6 separate regions of the Mus musculus genome follow, and regions 1, 3, 4, 5 and 6 are each linked to region 2. The links are chromatin contacts, called in public Hi-C and promoter capture Hi-C maps. All regions are on one chromosome and are shown on one strand. The core of a region is the stretch at or near the end of the contact, and the rest is flanking DNA. Distances in the headings are between cores, read along the strand shown. Region 1 holds the start of Nodal (nodal). Region 2 holds the start of Vsir (V-set immunoregulatory receptor). Region 3 holds the start of 1700022H01Rik (RIKEN cDNA 1700022H01 gene). Region 4 holds the start of Hk1 (hexokinase 1). Region 5 holds the start of Eif4ebp2 (eukaryotic translation initiation factor 4E binding protein 2). Region 6 holds the start of P4ha1 (procollagen-proline, 2-oxoglutarate 4-dioxygenase (proline 4-hydroxylase), alpha 1 polypeptide).

Evidence for each region. Promoter capture Hi-C pulls out the DNA fragments that hold promoters and counts their contacts. A called contact is a pair of places that touch in the nucleus more often than the background predicts.
Region 1: a promoter capture Hi-C map of hippocampal neurons shows a contact between it and region 2, with 3 times the contacts expected there. The contact joins the promoter of Nodal here to the promoter of Vsir in region 2. A contact is called at or near these places in 2 of 39 promoter capture datasets (cranial neural crest and hippocampal neurons).
Region 3: a Hi-C map of regulatory T cells shows a contact between it and region 2, with 4 times the contacts expected there. The contact joins the promoter of 1700022H01Rik here to the promoter of Vsir in region 2. A contact is called at or near these places in 1 of 39 promoter capture datasets (pre-B cells), 2 of 484 Hi-C or Micro-C datasets (B cells and regulatory T cells) and 2 of 9 other capture datasets (adipose tissue and liver).
Region 4: a contact with region 2 is called in a promoter capture Hi-C map of liver, with 4 times the contacts expected there. The contact joins the promoter of Hk1 here to the promoter of Vsir in region 2.
Region 5: a Hi-C map of CD4 T cells shows a contact between it and region 2, with 2.7 times the contacts expected there. The contact joins the promoter of Eif4ebp2 here to the promoter of Vsir in region 2. A contact is called at or near these places in 3 of 39 promoter capture datasets (cranial neural crest, erythroid cells and hippocampal neurons) and 1 of 484 Hi-C or Micro-C datasets (CD4 T cells).
Region 6: a contact with region 2 is called in a promoter capture Hi-C map of pre-B cells, with 5 times the contacts expected there. The contact joins the promoter of P4ha1 here to the promoter of Vsir in region 2. A contact is called at or near these places in 2 of 39 promoter capture datasets (the C10 cell line and pre-B cells), 1 of 484 Hi-C or Micro-C datasets (CD4 T cells) and 1 of 115 datasets of contacts at active chromatin or transcription factors (thymic regulatory T cells).

The regions. Positions count from the first base shown.
Region 1 is chr10:61,415,811-61,419,279 of GRCm38.p6, reverse strand. It overlaps Nodal (nodal), which reads right to left and starts at 1,308. Exons shown (of 3, transcript NM_013611.5): 1 at 785-1,308. The coding sequence starts at 980.
Region 2 is chr10:60,345,347-60,349,112 of GRCm38.p6, reverse strand. Vsir (V-set immunoregulatory receptor) reads right to left here and starts at 2,262. Exons shown (of 7, transcript NM_028732.4): 1 at 2,010-2,262. The coding sequence starts at 2,091. All of the region lies in intron 39 of Cdh23 (cadherin 23 (otocadherin)), which reads left to right.
Region 3 is chr10:61,678,208-61,681,589 of GRCm38.p6, reverse strand. It overlaps 1700022H01Rik (RIKEN cDNA 1700022H01 gene), which reads left to right and starts at 1,300. Exons shown (of 2, transcript NR_126477.1): 1 at 1,300-1,451. It overlaps Sar1a (secretion associated Ras related GTPase 1A), which reads right to left and starts at 1,305. Exons shown (of 7, transcript NM_009120.3): 1 at 1,177-1,305.
Region 4 is chr10:62,339,116-62,342,656 of GRCm38.p6, reverse strand. It overlaps Hk1 (hexokinase 1), which reads left to right and starts at 2,236. Exons shown (of 18, transcript NM_001146100.1): 1 at 2,236-2,644. The coding sequence starts at 2,582. It overlaps Hk1os (hexokinase 1, opposite strand), which reads right to left and starts at 2,423. Exons shown (of 3, transcript NR_168630.1): 1 at 2,245-2,423.
Region 5 is chr10:61,450,712-61,454,114 of GRCm38.p6, reverse strand. Eif4ebp2 (eukaryotic translation initiation factor 4E binding protein 2) reads left to right here and starts at 1,446. Exons shown (of 3, transcript NM_010124.2): 1 at 1,446-1,713. The coding sequence starts at 1,569.
Region 6 is chr10:59,321,555-59,325,433 of GRCm38.p6, reverse strand. It overlaps P4ha1 (procollagen-proline, 2-oxoglutarate 4-dioxygenase (proline 4-hydroxylase), alpha 1 polypeptide), which reads right to left and starts at 2,138. Exons shown (of 15, transcript NM_001316371.1): 1 at 1,958-2,138.

The sequences.
Region 1 (3,469 bases), core at 59-2,558, 1.1 Mb before region 2:
GGCCGTCTGGCCCCAGAGGACAGAGGAGCGGGCTGGCCAAGCTGCCCAAGAGGCGAGATGTTGATTGCGCCCAGGAAGGTAGTCCTGAGTCCGAACTCCCTCTCCTGGGCACCCACCTGTCGGCCTACTCTGGTGAGCATCACTCAGGTCGCTGGGTCAAACACACACACACACACACACACACACACACACACACACACACACACACACACACACACACACACGAACACCTCGATCCAAGTAGGTTCCGAGCCTGTTGGTCACCAAGGACACCTGACACCGCCCAACCACGAGAGTTGCCTGAGTTCTGGACTTTCTACACCCGATCTCTAATTTCGGATCTTTGAGCCCTAGTTCCTGGTGTCACTTGCTGCAACCGGGATAAAACCAGTAACGACTTGTTTTATTTTACGCCCGGTTCTGGGCAGAGCGTTTCTGGGGGAGATGGGGCGTTGTCACCTAGTCCCTTCTATAAGTCTATCAAAAAGGTCTTACGATTTCTAAACTACAGATGGGCAAACTGAGACTCGCAGGTGCTCAGTGGCGCAATCCGGCCCACGCCCTACCCTTTTTACCCTCTACCATTAGAGGTAGGACCGACCGGAAAGGCGGTGGCCCCTGGTTCCATTCCGATCGCGCCACTAGCGCTGTGCTGAGCCTGCCCACGGAGAAACAATTAATCCCAGTCTCTGGACGATTCTTGATGCTCAGTCCCCGCTGCAACCATCGCGCGCCTCCCGGCCGTGAGCCCTTAAGTGCTGGCGAGGCCAGGCTTGCAGCCTACCTTGCGCCTGGAGGCTGCGGATGATGTCCGCCCGAGGCAGCGGGTCTCGGTAGAGGCTCAACATGTACGCCAGAGGGGACGGTGACGAGGGCTGCCCCCGTGTCCACAGAGGCAAAGCGGCCGCGGTCGGGGCGCGCGGGTGGAGTAGAGCCCAACAGGCTTGAAGAAGAAGGATGCGGAGGCTGTGGGCACTCATGGTGGGCTGTTTGGACCCGCAAACAACACCAGGGTCCCTTATATCTGAGCCGCCGCCGCCCCGCCCCTTTCCCTCCCTCCCTCCGGAGAGGCCTATAACCTATAGGTTAAGAACTTATAACCACCCTGGAGGGGCAGGGCAGGGGAGCCCCTGCTGAGGGGAGGTGTGATGTGCTGAGAAAGACTACAGAGAAATTGTGGCGGGGGGGGGGGGGGGGAGTTAGGGGTGCATACAGACTCTGAGTCTAAACCGCCCCGCACCTTGCCCCTCTACCTCGGGAAGTCTCCCTGCTGAGACAGCGGGCTAAGGCTTGCTCCGAGTGAAGCTTGATGAGCTAGAGGTGTGTTGGAGCCCTGGCTGGCTTCAACCCCAGAACCACAATAATGGCTTCCTTACTCTGCCTCTTCTGGACCCCTCGCGGTCCTCTCCAGTTCATCCAAAAACAGGTAGGGAGTGCTGGGCTAGGGGCCAGTCCTCTCTTCTGGGTAGCACCAGGCTAGCCTGAGCTACATCCTTCATTGGCAAGGCCCCTAGGTAACTAGGGGTTATTGAGAATTTGAAAGAACAAAGATTAGCCGGGTATGGTGGCGCACACCTTTAATCCCAGCACTCGGGAGGCAGAGACAGGTGAATTTCTTTTTTTTTAAGATTTATTTATTTATTATATGTAAGTACACTGTAGCTGTCTTCAGACACTCCAGAAGAGGGCGCCAGATCTCGTTACGGATGGTTGTGAGCCACCATGTGGTTGCTGGGATTTGAACTCCAGACCTTCGGAAGAGCAGTCGGGTGCTCTTACCCACTGAGCCATCTCACCAGCCCAACAGGTGAATTTCTGAGTTCGAGGTCAGCCTGGTCTACAGAGTGAATTCCAGGACAGCCAGGGCTACACAGAGAAACCCTGTCTCGAAAAACAAAACAAAACAAAACAAAACAAAAGATGAGCTCTAGGGACCTTGTTCTTGGTGACAAATGCCAGCTTCAAATACCAAAGTGCCCTCCTGGGGAGCAAGGGGAATAATTACTGGAAGCTGAAGGCCCAGCTATAGGGAATCTTGATTCTTGGTGGTTTGAGGGTGACAGGTCCTTACCTGCTTGCTATGGGAGTTTTTGAAGGTGGAAAAGAAAAGCTGGAGGTTTGCTGGCTGCATCTCCTGCCTGCGGGGCAGAGCCCTGGGACATCTCAGTCACTCTCCAGACCTGCTGACTTTGTCTGCCCAAGACAGAATTAAATGTCTTTGGTTTTTCTCAAAGTAACTGTCCTCAGTCATATTTCTTGTTTATGAGGAAATTCAATGTAACAAATATGCCATACGCGTAAGGCTTAGGGTAAGGGGTGGTAGGGCAAGGGGTGGTCATTCTTTCACGCTGCATAAATGATTGAGTTCTTAGGAAGGGAGCCATTGAGAAGAGAATTTGCAGGATGGAAAGATCCTAGCCTTTGTGTTTTCAAAAGGGAAGGCGGGATAGAAATTACCTTTAAAGAAATGTAAATTCCTGTCCCAAAGTCCGCCCCCATGTTTTCCTCCTCCATGACTAGTTTTCTCTTAGTTACTCCCCACCCCCACCCTGCCCCCTTCAAGCCTCCAACTAGCACATTAGCAGCTGCCTAACATTTACTGAACACCTACTATGTGCTGGGTACTTTACCCACTTGGGCGCTCTCACAAGTTGCGGGATGAGCAGGTGCTGGAAGCAGAGGGAGACACACAGGGCCCGCAGACCTGCGTGATCCTGTAGGAACTGCTCTAAACAGCTGAAAGGAGCCTGAGGTTGCAGGCACCCTGACTATCCTGATGAACTACCAGTTGGCTTATTCTGCCCTCCCATTCAATACCGTAGTCTAGTCTTAAGCTCCCCACCCCACCCTAAACAGGGTCTTGTGTAGCCCAGGCTAGCCTCGAACTCATTTTGTAGCTGAGGATGACCTCAGAATCGGATCGCTCCTCTTGCGATCCTCTATCTACCTCCTACTTACTCATTACGTGTGCCCTGATTTCTGTGATATTGAGGCTTGAACCAGCGGTCTCCTGCGTGCTAAGTAAAAACAATAGGAATTGAGCCCCAGCCCCAGCCCCAGCCCCACGCCCACAACAGTGCAGAGCACTTGTGTGGACTTGCCCAAGGACGCTGTCTCCTGAACTGTTTGTTAAGCCCCAAAATTCCCTCCGGACTTCAGAAGTGGAATTTGGAGAGAGGGCGTGGCTATCTACATATTCATCGAGCACCCCAGGGGTTCTTATCTGAAGGCTTTGGAAACCTGGGTGGGCCAAGTTACCTAGTAGGATGTGTCCCCAGTAAAACAGCTGGCGAGATCTCCTCCTACCCACTTAAAGCTGAAGTGCATGGGAGGCTCTGAACCCTGATGAAAGAATTAAACAAACATCTGGATGCTTATAGTGTAGGGAACAAGGAGGTCCTGCCTTCTGCAGCAGACCTCTCCCCAGAGGCCAATGGCCCCTGGGTCCTAGCATGTACAACTCAGACAA
Region 2 (3,766 bases), core at 1,013-3,512:
ACTAAGGACAGGCAGGGTAGTAACTTCCTCAAATCTTAGGGACACTTGTGGGGAAGAGGTTCTGTACCCCTTGGGGTCTGGGGCACCTGGTTCCAAAGGTAACCCCTGCCCCGCCCCCCATCAGTCCCTGTCAGGCCAGGAAAGGAGTGTCTTCCATGTACTCCAAGTGCCTCCTAAGCTCTGACTGTTTGAAGTCCCCCCAGATACCCCCTCCCCGTCTCACCCTGCCCCAAACACAATTCTTTTCAAGGTAACCCAGCCCCAATGCTGATGGGGGGGGGGGGGGATTCAGCCCCCAGGCCTCCTGACCAGGTCTGCTACAGGAAAGAGAAGGAAGACTTAAAGTATATGAGTTATGACTTAAAGTATAGCCAATGTTGAGGTCAGAGCAGCTCCAGGCTAAAAGTTTCCTCTTGTTTCTTTCCTGAAAGCCTCCTAGATCCCTGATTACCTCCCTGGGAGCTGAAGGGAGGCGGCCTTCAGCTCACCAATCAGCTGGAGTCAGCAAATGCAGTAGGCTGCGAAATCTCTTGGGGGGTGAGGGAGCCCAGCTCCCCCCAGAACCTCTCTGCTGCTGCTGGAAGTTCTGCAAGCTGCTGACCCTCTGCCCTGAAGCTCTAGGACTTAGTTTCCCAAATTGAGGCTGCTGACCAGAAAGCTTCCCATTCTAGTTAGGGTAGGGAAGAGGCAAGGAAAGGGGCCTAGTGGAGTCACCCGGGAGGAGGATAGTAGCCTGAGGTAGATGCCATACTGGCCTTCCTGCCTGCCACTGTCCTCCGTTCTTAGAAGCTATGCCCCTGATGAGCCTTGGGGTTGGGAGTGAAACATCCCCCGCCTGTATCGCCACCCCATCCCTGCCACAGGCTCTCTCCTGTGGTGAGGAAAGGCAGGCCAGGGCTTCAGTCTTCTGTCTATAGGGTGTGGGTGCCTTCTTTCTTATCAGAAGTCCAGGCCAGCCTCCCAGTATTGATAAAGAGTTAGTTCCCTGTCTCTCCTCCCTTTCAACCCCTTAACCCCTCTTCCTTCTTTTCTGATGCAGCTATTGGCTCCCTCTGCGGAGCTGAGCATTCCATCTCTGTCCTGACAATGGTGACTCCCTCTGGACCCTTCCTCTCCCCTGCCTTGCAGAAGCCACCCGTGCCCTGGGTTCTGAGCAGGGAAGTATCAGGCAGGCCATCTCAGGGGACCCACCTGTCTACTGTTTGGGCAACTATCAGGGTATCCTCCCCTTTTTCTTTGAGATCTTCACCGAATAAACAAAGATTGGGCTCTAGGGAGCCCCTGTGTCCCGGAACAATGTACAGATTGTGAGTCTGGACTTTGGAAGTGACATCTCCCTGTGTGGGGCTTCTGTGTCCCTGCCGAGGAGTTATCCAAGCTGGTTGCTGGGCTCAGGGGAGTGTCCCTCGTGTCTTTCTTACTCATCCAAATCAACTCCTCAGCTGTAATAAGGTTAAATGACAGAAGCCCACTGATCACTCAAACGGGTCCTTAGACTTTCAGTACAGAGCAGGTGACAAGCATGCTCAGATTCGGGAGTGTCCATCAAGACTCACACACAAGTGTCAAGGGGGATAGAATACCAGGGTCACAGCACCACACCCCCTAAGTCCTCTTAGACTCTGTTGCCAGAAGTCAGGGAGATGCCCCAGGTGTCAAAATGCACTCAGCAACCGCCATAGGACGGGGTGATTCTCCTCCGGCCCATCTCCTGCCTTGCAGAAGTTCTTCATGGCCCCTGCTCTGGACTCTCGGGTCAGGGAAGTGTCTGGCAGGCAGTCCCCAAGGGACACCCGTGCCTGCTGTTTTGGCAGCTGTTAGCAATTAAAGATGTGCCTGATGAAGGATGGAGACACCACTGCACCCTGCTGGGCTGTCCCAGCGGAGCAGCGGTAAGGTGAAGGTTACCGCAGGCTGAGGGGATTCAGGGCACTCCCATCCTGCCCCCTACACTACCGGGCTGTACTCCCTAGAGCTCTCGCTAGCACCCCACCGCCTGTTGATCTTACCTCTGGATGCAGCCAGGAAAATAGCAAGGAGCAGGGTTCCCCAGCGCGGGCTGCTGGCCTCTGGGACCGCGGGGACACCCATGTCGCCGTCGAGCCGGGCAAGAGCAGAAAGAGACTGCTGGAGTGCGCTTGGAGCAAGCGGGACTCCAGGAGCCCAGGGAGCCGGCTGTACACGCCGCTCGCTCGCTAGAGTGAATGCTGAGCCCAAGGCGAGGCAGGCGGCCGAGCAAGCTCCCCGCCCAGCAGCGCCCCCGAGGGGCGGCGGGCGGTACGGCGTCTCCAGAGCCCAGGGATGGGGGTGGGGAAGGGCTGGAGTTGCTGATAGAAGTGGCAAGTGTCCAACCAGCCACTTCCCCCTGTAAGTCCCGGTGCTTTTTAGAGATCGTGAGGGCCGTGCATACTAAAGTGTGGACCCTAGTCTAACCCAGCTTGCCTTGCGGTTCTCCTAGTCTGGAGGCAGGACTTTGGCTCCCTGTTCTCCAGCAGCCCAGGGTAGATGGGTGGGCGGGTAGGTGGATAAGTAAGGGAAATCTACGATGACTTTAGCAAGTGGGAGGGAGTTTGGCTCATTCTGCGCTTGTGTGCCCTGCAGCTGATACACCTGGTACAGTTATGTCCACCGGCTAACACACCTGAAACACGCGCAGGGCATGCACAAGCCCAGAACTTCCCAACCTCAGGACACGCTCCTGCATCTGTTGGTGTGCCCCATGGAACCTTCTCAGCCTCTTTCCCCCAGGGCTTTATCTATGGCTGGGCTGTTATTCATAGGCTCCCTTGATTCTGTCTTGCTGGTAGTTTGTTTTCAACATACTTGTGTGGAGTTTTGTTTCTGTGGGGTTTGTATTGTTTTGTTTGGGCGGAGTTTTGTTTGTGGTTTTTGAGGGGTTAGCTTTCTGAGACAGGATGCTGCCTTGTAGCTCAGGCTGCCCTCAAGACTCTTCTACCTCGCCTAATGCATGCTGGGATTGCAGGGATGCACCACCATGGCCCCTCTACAAACTCACTCCCATGCTGTCCTCCGGGCCCTCATAGGTATCTACACTCATCCTTGTACTTGCGATCACTTAGAGCTTGCTCCACTCTGTTCTTTCCTGGCCTGACCTTGGAGCCCCCTCCCCAACCCCTCCTGTCAGTGCTTCCTTCAGCCACAAGACCAGATCTGAGCTAGGAACCAGTAAATTCCTTACCTGAGTTCCCCTGCCCTACTGAGTTTTGAGGACCATGGCCTCCCACCGGTGTGTGTGTGTGTGTGTGTGTGTGTGTGTGTTTTGTATATATATATATATATATATATATATATATATATATATATATATATATACACATGAGAACACCAATGAGAACACCAGAAGATATATGTGTGTGTATACACACATTGTGTGTGTACTCATGTGTGTACACGTGTACATGTGTGTATGCATGAGAACCCTAGATTTTATAGATATAGATATAGTGTGTGTATGCTCATGTGTTTACGTGTGTACATTTATCTATGCATGAGAACATATATATATATGTTTACATATATACATATGTGTGTATACTGTGTGTGTGCTCATGTGTGTACATGTGTGTGTGTGTGTGTGTGTGTGTGTGTGTGTGTTTATGTGTGTTCCATCATCTCAGACTAGCCTTGACCTTCCTGTGTAACGGGAATAGTCTTGAACCTCTAATTCTTCTACCTCTGCCTACTGAGTGCTGGGATTATAGTGGATACCACCATACCCAGCTTCCCCAGTGTTGAGTCAGACATG
Region 3 (3,382 bases), core at 51-2,550, 1.3 Mb before region 2:
AGAGACGGATCAGAGGTTCAGAGTACCAACTGCTCTCCCAGAGGCCCTGGGTTCAAGCCCCAGCACCCACATGCGGCTCAGAACTGTAACTTCATCTCTAGGGGATCTCACACAGGCACACATGGAGGTAAAACAACAATTCACATCAAATAAAAATAAGGTATTTAAGAAGAAAAGCCTCTCACCTAAAACCAAAGCCCTTTTCCTGCTAATATTAAATTCCAATCATAAGACTTCCAAAAGGGTAAAAGGTAACTTTCTTCCTTAACCTACCACCTACACAGACGATAATCTTAAGAACACACTATTTTCTATTCTTCGTCTACTCTATCATCTATGGAATGTTAAGAATATTAAAACCAACAACACAATTCATGAACCTTAAGTAAAAACCGTGCAAATATCAAGATGGGAACAAACAAGTGCCAGAAAGACCATCAAGCAATAAAAAACGTACTCTCAAACATATTCACTCCGGGTGAATCTGGGATAGAAGGCAGCTGGCTATTAACTAAGAAAGTCTACGTAGCTGCAAGGTGAATGTCAAAGATCAGCTTCCTGACAATTCCCCCCTAACCCTCCCTTCTCAACCTGAGCGGACAGTGCCCAGGTACTGAAGAAACACCCAGTGAGGGAGGATACTGAGAAAGGGTACGACTACCAATGGTACCATTGGTCGGTACCATTCTCACCTGGGTAAAAATGACGAAGAAAACATTCATCTACGATAATCGCCCAAGAGGGAATTTTTCCATGCACAGGAAAAATAAAAAGGGTGGATGGGAGTGGGGTGTTGGTGGAGGGAGAGACCATGGGTTCCAGACAGGGCATCGGATACCCAGAGGCTGAACGTGGGGCTCGAGCGCCCACTCGCTACTCGAGGGCCACGATCTGCAGAACGCAAGGATGAGTGCCAGGGCTCCAGCTATCCTCACCGAGGAACCAGACTCCTCCGCTATGGAGGCCACGAAGCCGTCTCCTCCCCCAAAAAAAACCCCGACCGCCGCCACGCCACCCCGCAGCCCGTCCCCGCCCAGAGCCGGCCCGCGGAACCGCCTGCGTGTCACTGCACCCCCACCCAGCCCCTCCGCGGCGGCCCCGCGCCCCGGCCTTCGCTGTGGCCCGTCCCGGGCCCGCTGCCCCACCGCCACCTCCTCCGCTGGGGCCCCGACTCACGGCCCGAGGGGCTCCTCCGGCGGTGGCTGGCGGCGCGACCCTCCCTCAGAGCACACAGACCAGCAGTCCCCGGGTCCGCCAGCTACGCGCCGGATGTACGTCACGCCCCTCCCTGAGACTTCCGGGCACGCACGTGCCCCGCCCCCTCGACGCGTCACGCCGTCCGGGCTGTGGGTACCGCCCTAACAGCCACTCTGGCCGCGGAGAGGCGGGCCTAAGGAGTGACGTACGCTCGGGGTGAGGCTCCGCCCGCTCTGTGGAGGCTCTCAAGCGGGGTAAGACGTGGCAGCGTCTGTCAGGCGGCCTGGGCTTCTGTCCCCAACTTAAGCAGCTACTTAAGCAGCCTGGGGCTTCCGATCCCAGTATGTTTTCAGACGCGCGCCGGACATCAGAAGCGGAGGCTGCCAGATATCAGTAGAGTCTAGGACAGTAGAATTGACTTTGGAGACCTCAACCTAGGTGGATGTCACCTAGTCATCGTTTTAAGTTGTTTTCCCCGCCTTGGGATAGCGTTTCTATTTTTCAGCTTTCTAAATAAAAGCAACAAGAGTTTAATGAGCAGTTTTGGGCAGTACCCTGACTGCTTGGGATCCTTCATCTGGTTTAACCCTCAGTACGTATTAATAGCTCCACTGAACAAATCAGTTAACTGGGGCTTGCAAAATAGCTCATCCATCAGGTCAAGGTAGGTTTGCCTACTGTTTTAGCCAGGGCTCTCAGAGGAACCACAACTGGCCCCGCATTGTGATGCACGCCTTTAATGCCAGCCCTTGGGAAGCTAATGTCTATGGATCTCTGAGTTCCAGGCCAGCCAGAGTTACACGGCGATACCCTGTCTTAAACAAACGAATAAATAAGGAACAGAGATAGAATAATTATACATGTGCAACTTAAAAAATATTTACAAGTGTTTTGTTTGCATGAATGTCTGTACTATGTACATGTTTGTTGCCTGCAGAGACCAAAAGGGTGTCAGATCTCCTGGAACGGGAGTTATAGACCATGGTGAGATTCTAGTGAGCATATCTCTGCTGGGAATTGAACCCAAGTCCTCTGGAAGACCATCCAGTGCTCTTCACTGCTCAGCCATCTCTCTAACCCCAATATATCGTTAAGAGGATTTATTAGAGTGGCTTACAGGCTGTGGTCTGAGTAGTCCAACAATTGGTTGTTTCCCAATGGGAAGGCCAAGAGTTGGGTAATGGTTCAGACCATACCAGACTGATAGGCTCAGCAGTCCCAATCTGATGCTGAGAATCTAGGGAACTACTACATAGCCAGTAGTCTTCAGTCGAAGTTGGAATCCCAAAGAAGTAGGTCCTAATATCAATGGAGGGATGCCTCAACAACAGAACAGATGAACTTGCCAGGGAGAGTGAGGGCAAGCAGGCAAAAAAGCAAACGCCTCCTCCTTCCATGTCCTTTTATGTGGGCTGCCACTCGAGAGTGTGGCCCAGATTTAGGGTGGGTCTTCCCACTTCATATGATCCGATCAAGAAAAATCCCTCACAGGTGTGACCAGCTGCTTTCATCTTAGTTAATTCCAGATGTGATCAACTTGACAACCAAGATTAGCAGTCACACTGCTCAAAGATCAAGACTGACAACCTGAGTTCAAGTTCCAGAACCACAGAAAGTGGGGTGGGGAGGGCAGTCTCTGCAAATGCCAGGGCTGGCAAAGGAATGGTTCCTGTGAACTAAGAAGGAAAGCAAGTGAGTGCGACTTAGTTAGCCAGTGTTGGTTCCAACTTCCAGAGTTTGATACCAGGCATTTCATAAAAATGGGTCTAAAGCTACAGGAGGGTCTGGTGAGGTCTCAGTCATGAGGTCACCAAGCTAAAAAGTACATGTGACATCTCCCCTAAGAATGAGTTCAATCCCAGCACCCACATGGCTGCTCACAAGCATCTGTAACTCCAGTCCCACGGGATCCAGCACCCTTTTCTGACCTTCAAGGCTTCTTAGAACACACAACACACATATATGTAAGTAAAATGTTCATAGACACAAACTGACTAAGGTCATTTTAAAAATCAAAAAAACAATGCAGCAAGGTGTATCAGAATACAGCTACATTCCAGCCCTCGGGGGGCAGAGGCAGGAGAACCTCTGAACTCTGAGGGCAGCTTGGCTTGTGAGTGCCAAGAAGAGATGCAGTCCAGCCCTGCACGAGCAGCCCAAGGGGCTCCTTTCCCCATCCCATTCA
Region 4 (3,541 bases), core at 987-3,486, 2.0 Mb before region 2:
CAAATTCTACCGCAACCTGCCACTGGGCAAGATGGCCCACCAGCTGTGCATCCTACGCTGCCTTGCCTGTAGAGAAGAGCCCTGGTCCCCGTTTGCATGGACTCTGAGCACTGTCCGAGTGTGCCCTGTGGAGGTGCTGGGGCCTGGGAGGCCAGGGTGAGTGACTGAGGTCATGGGAGGCCAGCTTAGGCAGGAAGGCCAGACATGCCTTCCTGTGGTGAAGGGAACTTGGACAGGTATAGATGAACGGGGAAGGGTAGGCGAGCAAAGGGGTATGAGCGGTGCCACAGTGGAATGGACCTGTGCAGTCTGAGGAGAGAGGGAAATAGCCCTGTTGTGACCAGGGGCCAGGGAAGAGATACACTCAAAGAGTAGGGTCAGCTACAGGGCCAACATGTTTAAATCGGCTCCATCAGGGCCCAGAAGGGACTGCAGGCAGGGACATAACACAATTAAGGTTGCTTTTCAGGGAGAGTGCCGTGGCCTGCAGCTCAGAATGGCTTGGATGGCTGGTAGCCAACAACCAGAAAGCCACCTTAAATGTTCTTGTAATATTTCTAGCTAGACAGGCGAAAAACTGGGGTGGTAATGGTATTGGGAGCGGCAGTGAGTCTGACTTAGAGATGTGAATTAGGAAATAATGCTAAGCCTTAGTGCCTCTGTGTGTGTGTGTGTGTGTGTACTGAGTCACCTTGGTACAGGGGTTGGGGGAAGGGATAGCAGAGGTGCCTACCTGCCTATAAGTTTGGCCAGCTTTTTCCCAATTCTGGTTTGTTGGGTAAGGGTTGTATGGGGACAGATTATAGTGATAGCTGAAGGCTGAGTGAGGGGGCCGTGAGTCTAACACGGGGAGCAGAGAGATGGCCCATTCAACCTACAGAGCTCTGAGAAAACAAAACAACCCTCCATCCTCAAAGATGTCCCAGCCTTGAGAGCTGGCTGGCAGAACTACATTTGCAGAGTCGAATGCAGCTTAGAAGAACCATTTTGTCCTGACACTGGTGGCCATGTTGGTAGCGTTCGCCTGTGCATATGTGTGTGTGTGTGTGTTAGTTTGAGATTTATGTGGGCCTCAAATGCTAATCTTTTTGAGGGGAGATCCTATTAGGAAAATAATTTAAATACAACAGTTAGGCCCTCCCTGGGCCTGGAAATGGCGATATACAGGTTGCGCCCCCCCCCCCAAACTTTAACCTGTAGGCTCCCAAGTTCATTCTATGAGAGTACTTCCCACTTAATTTGTTAGACACAAGTGTTTATGCTCTTTCACAAAAATCATGGGGTGTAGACATCAGTAGTTACAGCTCCATCTTAGGGGTAAAGAAGTGACTGAGGACACATCTGCACCTGCCATTGGGCAGGGTGGGGATGTGTCCTGGATAGAGGTATCAGGTCTACCACCTCTTTCTCAGTGGGCAGTGGTGGCTGGAAGGGTCCTGGGGTACTTGAGGGGTGTTCCAGGCATGGGCTCCTAGCCCCCCAGGTGTGGGCTAGAAGTTAGCCTCTATAGTTCCCTCAGGACAGATGCTGCAGCCCTGGTCATGGGAACATGGCCTGCAAGGGAAGCTTAAGTAAGAGACACTGCATACAACGGCCAGGTCACCAGCACTGAAGCTAAGAAAACCCTGCCCGACTCCTGAGCAGCAACTGTAACGCATTGCCTCAGACTCCTCACCTGTAGAATCAGAGCCACTTCTGTATGTCAGAGTTCTTACTTGTCATAAGGTACAAATACGATTTCCCCTCAACCTGAGTCCTGAACAGTACCCCCAACCTCCCAGAACCCGGATGCCCAAGAGCTAGAGAAGGGTGGGAGGATCGGGACAGGCTGGGAATAGGCCAAAATTCCCACTCGGGGACCATGAGCTCTTACATGATGTCACAGGGGCAGGCGCTTTGGGTTTCGCTATGTGAACTCTGACAGGCTGTGGTGGGACTCCGAGCATCATCCTTAGATTTTGGATCCTCGATGGCAGGCAGGCACAGGGACCCAGTGCAAGATCTGTGAAGCCGCCTAGTTTCGGCTTCCGCTCTCTTTCCACGCCCACTTGTGTGCTTCCCCAACAGGGAGGATGGGAGGGGTGGGGGACGAGCCCTAATCTCCGAGGAAGGGGTGTGGCTCCGTTCGCGTTCTCCAGTTTGTGGTGTCCTGGATCTGTCCTCTGGTCCCCTCCAGATCGTGTCCCACACCCCACCCACTCTGGCTTGGCACTGTGCCACCACGCGTGACCGCGCGCTCCTTACGTGGGGAACGTGCAGGGTGATGCCTCCTTTCCGGCGCGGGAGGGAGCGGCCGTCATTCTCCTGCTCTGGCTGGGAAGCCCCAGCCATAGCGCGGCAGTGGCGCCTTGTAGCCAATGGGGACTGAGGAGGTGGGCCGGCTGGCGGTTGTCACCCTCCCGGGGACGGGAGCTCGGAGGTCTGGAGAGAGCAGGCAGACGCCCCGCCCAGGGACTGAGGGGGAGGAGCCAAGGGAGGAGGAGGTGGAGTCGCGGATCCGCCGCTGGAGGACCACTGCTCACCAGGGCTACTGAGGAGCCACTGGCCCCACACCTGCTTCTCCGCATCCCCCACCGTCAACATGATCGCCGCGCAACTACTGGCATATTACTTCACCGAGCTGAAGGATGACCAAGTCAAAAAGGTGAGCCCCGCCGGCGCCGCCCTGGCCACAGCCTTGCATTCCCGCATCCGCTCGCCACCGCCTGCATCCTCCCCCCGGCCTCTCCCGGCTAGACAGCATCTAGTTGGACTACAGGGTGCAGGCGACAGGCCTCATGCTGGGATTCACCCGGGCATTGTGGGCATGCGGGCGTGCTTGTGGTTTGAGGAGCTGGGCGGCCGGCTGAAGACCCCCCCCCTTCCTCCCACGGCTGGATTGCATACTGCAGTGTCCTTGAAAAGGACCATGGATGTCAGATGGGTACCCGCACGCAGTGCCGGGCTGAGACCTGTCTAGGTGGGGACCAGCTGGCCTGTCTATAGGCCTGTTTTGAAAGGTCCACGCGCGCCGTGGGCGGGGAAGGTGTGATCGCCGAGATAGGCTGGGGAGGTGAGTGAGCAGCTGGCGGGGGTGCTGGCTGGAAGCCAGGCATCCCATATTTGGGGTTCCCATTTGGAGAATACGATGCCCTCCTGAAACTGTCACTGGGCTCCCCCAGCTGTTGCAGCTGCTCCTTACTCTGAGGACGGGGTGACCCGCCTGGCTTTCCGGTGAGGGGAGGGGAGCAGAGGCCACCGGAAACTTTGCTCATAGGCCTCAGGTCGAGAACCGCACGTCTGAATGGAATTTTTTCTTCCTCTAAACCTGTAATTTCCAGGCAGTCTCAGCCTAGGAGCTCAAATAAGACACTTTAGTCACTTGAAGAGCTCGGAGGGGTTGGCATTCGTTCCTTGTGACTTGTGAGTTCTTGCACATGGACGCTGGGTCCTAGGGGTGATGTTCATCTAGTATAAAGTGCCGTCTGCTGGTGGGTCTTAAAGATGTACCTCACTTTTCTGCCACCATCAGTAAGACGGGATGTTTTTTTCCTGAGATAGA
Region 5 (3,403 bases), core at 197-2,696, 1.1 Mb before region 2:
AGAAGATAAGGTAGGTCAGATTCCCTGAACTGGAGTTATGGGTGCTTCTGAGCCACTACAAGTGTGCTAGGTACTAAACTCTGGTCCTCTCGGTGCTCTGCAACAGCAACAAGCGCTCTTAACTACTGAGCCCTTCCTCAGAGTCATTGATGGTTAAACCCTTAGTTCATCGTGTACGCATTGCTTTCCTTTAATAATGAGCAATTAAAATTATACTTCTTAAAATAACTTTGATTAGCTGGGTGTGGTGGTGCACGACTTTAATCCCAGCACTCAGGAGGCAGAAGCAGGTGGATTTCTGAGTTCGAGGCTAGCCTGGTCTACAAAGTGAGCTCCAGGACAGCCAGGATATACAGAGAAACCCTGTCTCGAAAAACCAACCAACGAAACAAACAAACAAACAAACAAACAAAAACTTTGATTACATTTATTTATTTATGGGCAGGCAGATGGGTGCTCATGGACTAGTGGAGAAGTCAGAGGATAACTTGGGAGAGTCGGTCTCCCCTTTCACCTTGTGGCTTCTGGGTGGTGGAACTCAGGTCTGCAGGCTTGGTGACAAATGCCTTTCTTTACCTGCTGAGCCATCTTGTGGGCTCCCAGAGTTATAATTTTTTAAAAAGATTTATTTATTTATTTTATGTATATGAGTACGCTGTAGCTGTCTTCAGACACATCAGAAGAGGGCATCGGATCCCATTACAGATAGTTGTGAGCCACCATGTGGTTGCTGATTTGAACTCAGGATCTCTAGAAGACAGTGCTCTTAACCACTGAGCCATCCCTCCAGCCCGAGTTATACTTTTAATGGTTAGATATAGATGGGAATATGAAGTAAGCCCTAAGAAAGTACTGTTAGTCCACACTTACACACCACAAACAATTACACACACACACACACACACACACACACACACACACACACACACACACACACACACACACACACACACACACACACACACACACACACACACACACACACACACACACACACACACACACACACACACACACACACACACACACCCCGCTTCCCCCCCCTCCCGCGTGCCTTAATCACCTACACTCAGCTTCACTGGGAGTCTATTATGTTCCTCTGAACTCAGCCCCGCCCCTCAAAGTCCCGCCCACCCTAAGGCTCCACCCTTCAACACTTCCTTTTTCCCGGATTTCCGGGTTCACCCTCTGCCTCTAGCCTTCGGCTGCCTCAGTCACGCCCCCAGCTACCCGCCCACTCGCCTCAGACACGCCCTCCAACGTCACGTCCGGCTTCCATATTGTCCCTCCCTCTACTACCCCTTGCTCCCGCCTTCGACCGCTTCCGGTAGTCATCGTTGCCGCTGCTGCCGCTGCTGCTCCTGCTGCTGCTGAGGCTGCAGGCGGAGGCCGGAGGACCGGGCGGCGGCGGCGGCGGCGGCAGCGGGAGCGGTATCGCAGCGGGACGACCGGGCGAGAGCAGGCGAGTTGAGAGCCGAGCGTGAGGAGCCAGAGCCGCCCGGCCCCGCCGCCGCCGCCGCCGCCGCCGCCGCCGCTGCTGCACAAAGCCTCGAGCCCGCGTCGGAGCCATGTCCGCGTCGGCCGGTGGTAGCCACCAGCCCAGCCAGAGCCGCGCCATCCCCACGCGCACCGTGGCTATCAGCGACGCCGCGCAGCTACCTCAGGACTACTGCACCACGCCCGGGGGGACGCTGTTCTCCACAACGCCGGGAGGTGAGCCGCGCCCGGCCTGCCCGCCATCACGGCTGGCGCGTGGCACTGCATGCTCGACCAACAGCTTCCTCCCCGCTGCCCGTACGGTGTGCTGCAGACCGTGCATTCTGCGCAGCGGGGCTTGCCTCTGGAGCTGTCCTACGGGCTTTGGGGAGAGGGAAGTCGGGGAGACGGACCTGGCGCGGAAGCCTAAGATGACTGGTCTGGCTGCGCCGAGAGTTCCGAGACGAGGCTGGCATGCACTCTGCATGCCTCGCCCAGTGTTAGCCTCCTTTGACAGCATTGTTTACTTTGTTAGAGGAGTCATCAAAGGTTGGGGGAGCCCCAGCTCCCACAAGTGGGACGTGTAAAATAGCTCCTTTGGTATCCAAGAAGTTGTTGGCTTTGGTAGAGGCGCTGTCAGGTTTCAGATCAGGGCTTTCGAAGAGCGGTTTTAAAGGTGCTTTGTCAAACAGCACACACTAGTCGGGTTAGGTTGCTTGATCCTAGGGAAAGGGCTTGTAGAAAAAAGCGATGCAAAGGGAGGTTCCTGAAGTTGCTTTTCAAAAGATGGCCGGGATCCGTTTACTATCACTGGAGAAGAGGTAAATAAAGTATGTTGAATTGGTCACGAGAGGAGGAAGCGCAAAGGTTGTTTGTCTCTTTTCTGGGCTGTTCTCTAAGAGGGAGGAGCCTGGAAGGGGTTCTTCCGGTGCCTTCATGAAGGGAACTGGCTTTCTGTCCCTAATCTCAGAACTTTGCCTTCTTTTGGTGACCCCGGGGGCTGGGCTTCAGCTAGAGGGTGAAGATTTGGTTAGCAGCCCTTACAGTCTATAGATCGCTGATCATGAGACAGGACTCCTAACCAATCACTTAAAAGTGGGCCTGGCCATCCTGGAATCTTGTGCAATTGGAAGGCACAGAGTAAGGGGACCTTGCCAACACCAAGAGACAGCAGTCCAGAAGGCTGTGTGTGGTAGTTAGGGCTGTGACCCTACTACTCCAGAAAGACGGGGTAGGAGAATGGCAGTTTAAGGCTAGCCCTGGCAATATAATGAGTTCCAAGGCCAGGCAGTGGTGGCACACACCTTTAATCCCAGCACTTGGGAGGCAGAGGCAGGCGGATTTGGAGTTCAGCCTGGTCTACAGAGGAGTTTCAGGACAGCCAGGGCTATACTGAGAAACCCTGTCTCAAAAAAAAAAAAAAAAAAAAAAAAAGAGTTCCAAGACAGCCTGTGCTACAGTGTCACACCCTGTCTCAAAAAAACAAACAAAAAAACCAACCAAACAAGGAAGGGGGCAAAAAAAAAAAAAAAAAAAAAAAATCAAAGCAAACATCTAGGAGAAAAGTTGGCAGAGGATCCAGCCAGGCCGGTCCAGAAAAGGGATGGCAGAAAGGCATAAATGTCCGGAAAGACCTTCCAAATGACCCAGGCAGGAGGGAAGCTGCACTCCTTAGAGAGAGCCAGGTTTAAGGAAAGACAGTGGAGATCTGGTGAGAGGGTAGTGGTTTAAGTTGCTGAAGACAGCTTTGTTTATTTTTGTTTTTCAAGATGGTTTCTCTGTGTATCCCTGGCTGTCCTGAAACTCACTCTCTAGACCAGGCTGGCCTTGAACTCAGAAATCTGCCTGCCTCTGCCTCCCGAGTGCTGGGATTAAAGGCGTGAGCCACCACTGCCTGGCTGAAGACAGCTTCCTTATATGGTCTTTT
Region 6 (3,879 bases), core at 889-3,388, 1.0 Mb after region 2:
GCTATAAAGGTTTTTCAATTTTTTTTTCAATATTTATTCTTTACAATTACAAGTTGTATCTGGTTTTCACCTATTTTACTAGCTGAGTTACAAAGTGACAAAATGCCCAAGCCTTTTATCAAAGTCTCAGCTTAATTTCAAAGTAAAAAAAATTCAGTATAACAATGGAAATAGCTTCATCCACCTAAAAGAGAAACAGTAGACCTTTTCTTAGTCTGTAAATCCAAAAAGCATCTGCCCTCAGGAAAAAATTAGACACAATATTGCAAAATCAAACTGTCATGACCTTTTAAAGTAAGGAACAAAAATCTATGCTTCCTACAAAAGGAAAAGATAAAGCTTCTAATTCATATTTAAGGTTCTGAAATGACACTGACGGTCTAAAGTTAAAGAAAATCAGTGGCTGAAGAAAAAAAAGAAAGAAATCACGACTATTCCTATTTCAAATCAAGATAAAAATATTCAGAGCGTGTTCACTTTCAGCTTCTACTTCCTGCTTAAAAATCTCTTTTCTCCCTAGAAATAATCAAAATAACCCTTTTGTGTCTTTTTAAAGTTTAATTTCCAATGTTCCTGCTACGCAGGAGTAATTTTTTTATGCGATTATTTTAGGAAAAGACTAAGTTCCATTCATAAGCTTCATCTAAACCTGAGAAGGGAAACGAGGTTTTTTTTTTCCCCCTCAACCTTAAAAAAAAAAAAGTTGATGAAAGAACAGCGTTGCCACGTCTCCCCCCTCCCCCACTCACGTAGTGGCTATTCCATCCCTCCAGAGTGCATTCCAAGGAAAAAGTCCAAGAGCCATGGCTCTCGAGTTAAGTCGAACCTGGCAGGTTCCTTTTAATTAAAAAAAAAAAAAAAATCATTTCCTAAAAGAGAACCCAGGAGCTTGTCTATCCCTTTCTGTGGAGGCTCTTCCCTATAAACCACGGTGCAATACCCCAAGAGTCCTCATTTTGGATGGTCAGCTGAAGATGTTAAGTCCGAAAGCCTGCCTTTGTACCAAATTCCCACTCTCTAGGAGAAACAACCTCGTATTTAACCGTACCATCCTTCCCCACACTGAACATCCATCTGGGGTCAATCACAAAATTCAGTTTAAAAGTCTCACACAACCATAGAAGGTTTGGCCAAAATGGACTGACTTGTTGACCCTGCAAGAGGAGGGGAGCGTGAAAGACGAAAAGGGAAAGGGGATCATCAGGGTGAGCTGAACCAGAGGAGGTGGGCAAGATTGGAAACCAGGAGGAAAGAAGGAGCAGAGGGAGAGAGAAATACAGAGACAGACGCGTGTGTCCTTAAGTGATTCACTGGGATGAAGAGGAAGGAAGAAGCCAGCTTCCCCAACTGTGAATGACAGCAACTTCTCAGCTAAACTCGGCGCCCCGGGCTATGTCTACTTGCTGAGACAACGCCGAGAAGCGCAACAGACAAGTTCAGTCCTAACTTCTGAGTAGGTCCCACTTCCCAGCTTTACTTTCCAAAAGTGAAAAGGAAAAAGAGAAGAAGAGCGATCGAAACGGAGAGACTCAGCCCCCGGCTGCAAGCGCTGCCTGCTTTCTCCACTGCCACATGCTAACCATCTGCGGCTCGGGCGGCCCAGACCCCCGCCCGTCCGCCCTCGCCTTCCCCCGGCTTAGTGGGGCGGACGAGGTACCGCTGCACAAGTCATCAGGGAGGCTGGCTGCCCGGGATGGAACATTCAAGAAGGTCCTAGTGCTGGGGCGGGGCGCAAGCCGCTGCTGCCGCTCCGGCCAGAGGCAGGACGGGGGTGGGGGGACGGCGAGGGAAGCTGGGAGAGCGCCGGGGCGGCCTGACTTCGGGGGTGCGGGGCCGGGTCCTCTCGGGGAGACCCGGGGGCGGCTGTGAGAAGGGCTGAGCCCCACTCCAGAGCGAAGGGACCCCGGCTGCCCGCGGGGACCCCGCATCCGTCTCCAAGATCGGAGGAGCGCCTCACCTGGATAGCGGGCCGGGAGGAAGGCGACAGCTCGGCTCGGGTCAGTCCTGTCGCCTGCAGTCCCCGCTAGCTAGCTCCCTGCCGCCCTCAGCCTGCTGGCAGTGCGACTGGGCAGTAGAGGGAGCCAGGCGTCCCTTTTATATTCCCCTGCCGCGCCGGCGCGCCGGAGAGGGGGCGGCCGCAGCCCTCGCTACGTGCGCTCTGTCACACCAGCTCCCGCGCCACTGCGCAGGCGCTTGCGGCGAGCCTCCCACCCACCCGGGAGTCGCCCAGGCCCGGGGTGTTCCAAGCCTAGGCTGGCCCACGCGAGGACGCAGTGCGCCTGCGCAGAGCTCCTGCCACGCCACCGTTCCCGTGGTTACCATGGGGCTTCCACCACCACCCCCGCCCGGGTTCCTGTAGGATTTAGCGCCTTCATTTCAGGGTCAGCGGCGGGTCTCAGAGCCATCGAAGCCATCAGGAAGGACAGTTGTGCAAAATTAGGAGAAGTTTATAAGAATTTAGGAAATAAAGTGGAGGTGTGGAGTGGGAAACAAGACGGTGTATCCGGGGTGACTGTCGGGGCTGGCTTGGCCCACAGGGGTTTTTGCTTTAATAAGCGTCTTTTTTACACTTTTGAACACGAGGATTTCGCTTAATCTCCCACCCGCATACTTTATGGGTGAATAATAGATGACAATTGAGTGTCATCTGAGGTTAAATCCTAACCCACTCTGTATAAAGTTAGATTTTAACTTCCCTGTATCTTGGGTGCTACATCTGCAAAGAAGGAATACAATATTATCTGTTCCCTAGGCCCTAGGCTTGCTGTGAGAAACAATGAGACAATGAATGAAAAAGCACTTACTTAGCACATGCCTAGGATTCAGGAAGAGCATGGAAACATATAATGGGGCTGGGGAGGGGGTGTACCAGGATGTTGGGTTTTGAGCATTTACCTAACATGGAAAAAAAAGGCCTTAGACTTTATTACCTAGCCTCAAACAAACCAGCACAGAAACAAGCATCAACAACAGTAAGTCTGGAGATGTGGCACACACAGCTAAGATTTCAGTTCCCAGCACCGTGCTGGGTGGTGGCTCACAACATCCTGAAACCCCAGGTCGGGCAGATCAACAACTCTGGGCTTCCAAGAACACCGGTATTTAACCACACAAGACACATACGTATAGTTAAAATGAATAAAATTAAATCTTTAAAAAAATACTACTGAGCACACTATATAAGGCACGAACTGTGTTTGAGTTTAGTCTTGATCTAAAAGAAGAGAACCTTAGTTACTGGCAATAAGGACAATGCCAGAGATAATTTACTTCCTGTCAGGGAAAGAAAGACTTTTCTAACATTTGTTACTCGTTTAAAACTGTAAAGTTTTCCTTGCTTGCTAAAGTATGGAACTGATTGGCACTTATCTGGGACAGAGAGACAAAGAGCTTCAGGCGTCTGAAAGCAATGGTTTCTAAAAGTGTGGCTCTGTGGGTCTAGTCAGGAGCAGTAGAGCCAAAAATGTTTTTGTAGGACGATTTCGATTCTTTTGCTATAATGACAACACAGTTGGATTTTCCAGAGACTTCTGCTCCTTTGTCATGGTTTAAGTGTGAGGCATATCCCAACCAGGCCACTAGTAAGAGAATTTACAGAAGAAAAACAAAAAAAGCAAAAAACCACACAGCCACCCCACTAATACTCTTAAGATGTTTTTATTAAAAATGTTTTTCTGCTAACTTGTAATATAGTTGTTTTAAAATGCACAAATAAAGCTATTTTATATATTTTTTTAACCTCTCACTACAGTAAATCCTGCCAGATATGACCCATATAAAAATCTCCTTTAATCCTTAATATGTTTTATGAGTCACGGACCAAAGGATGTCTCCAGACCTGAAGTCAGTGAAGCTTCAGTGTCAGGAATCAGAATTGCC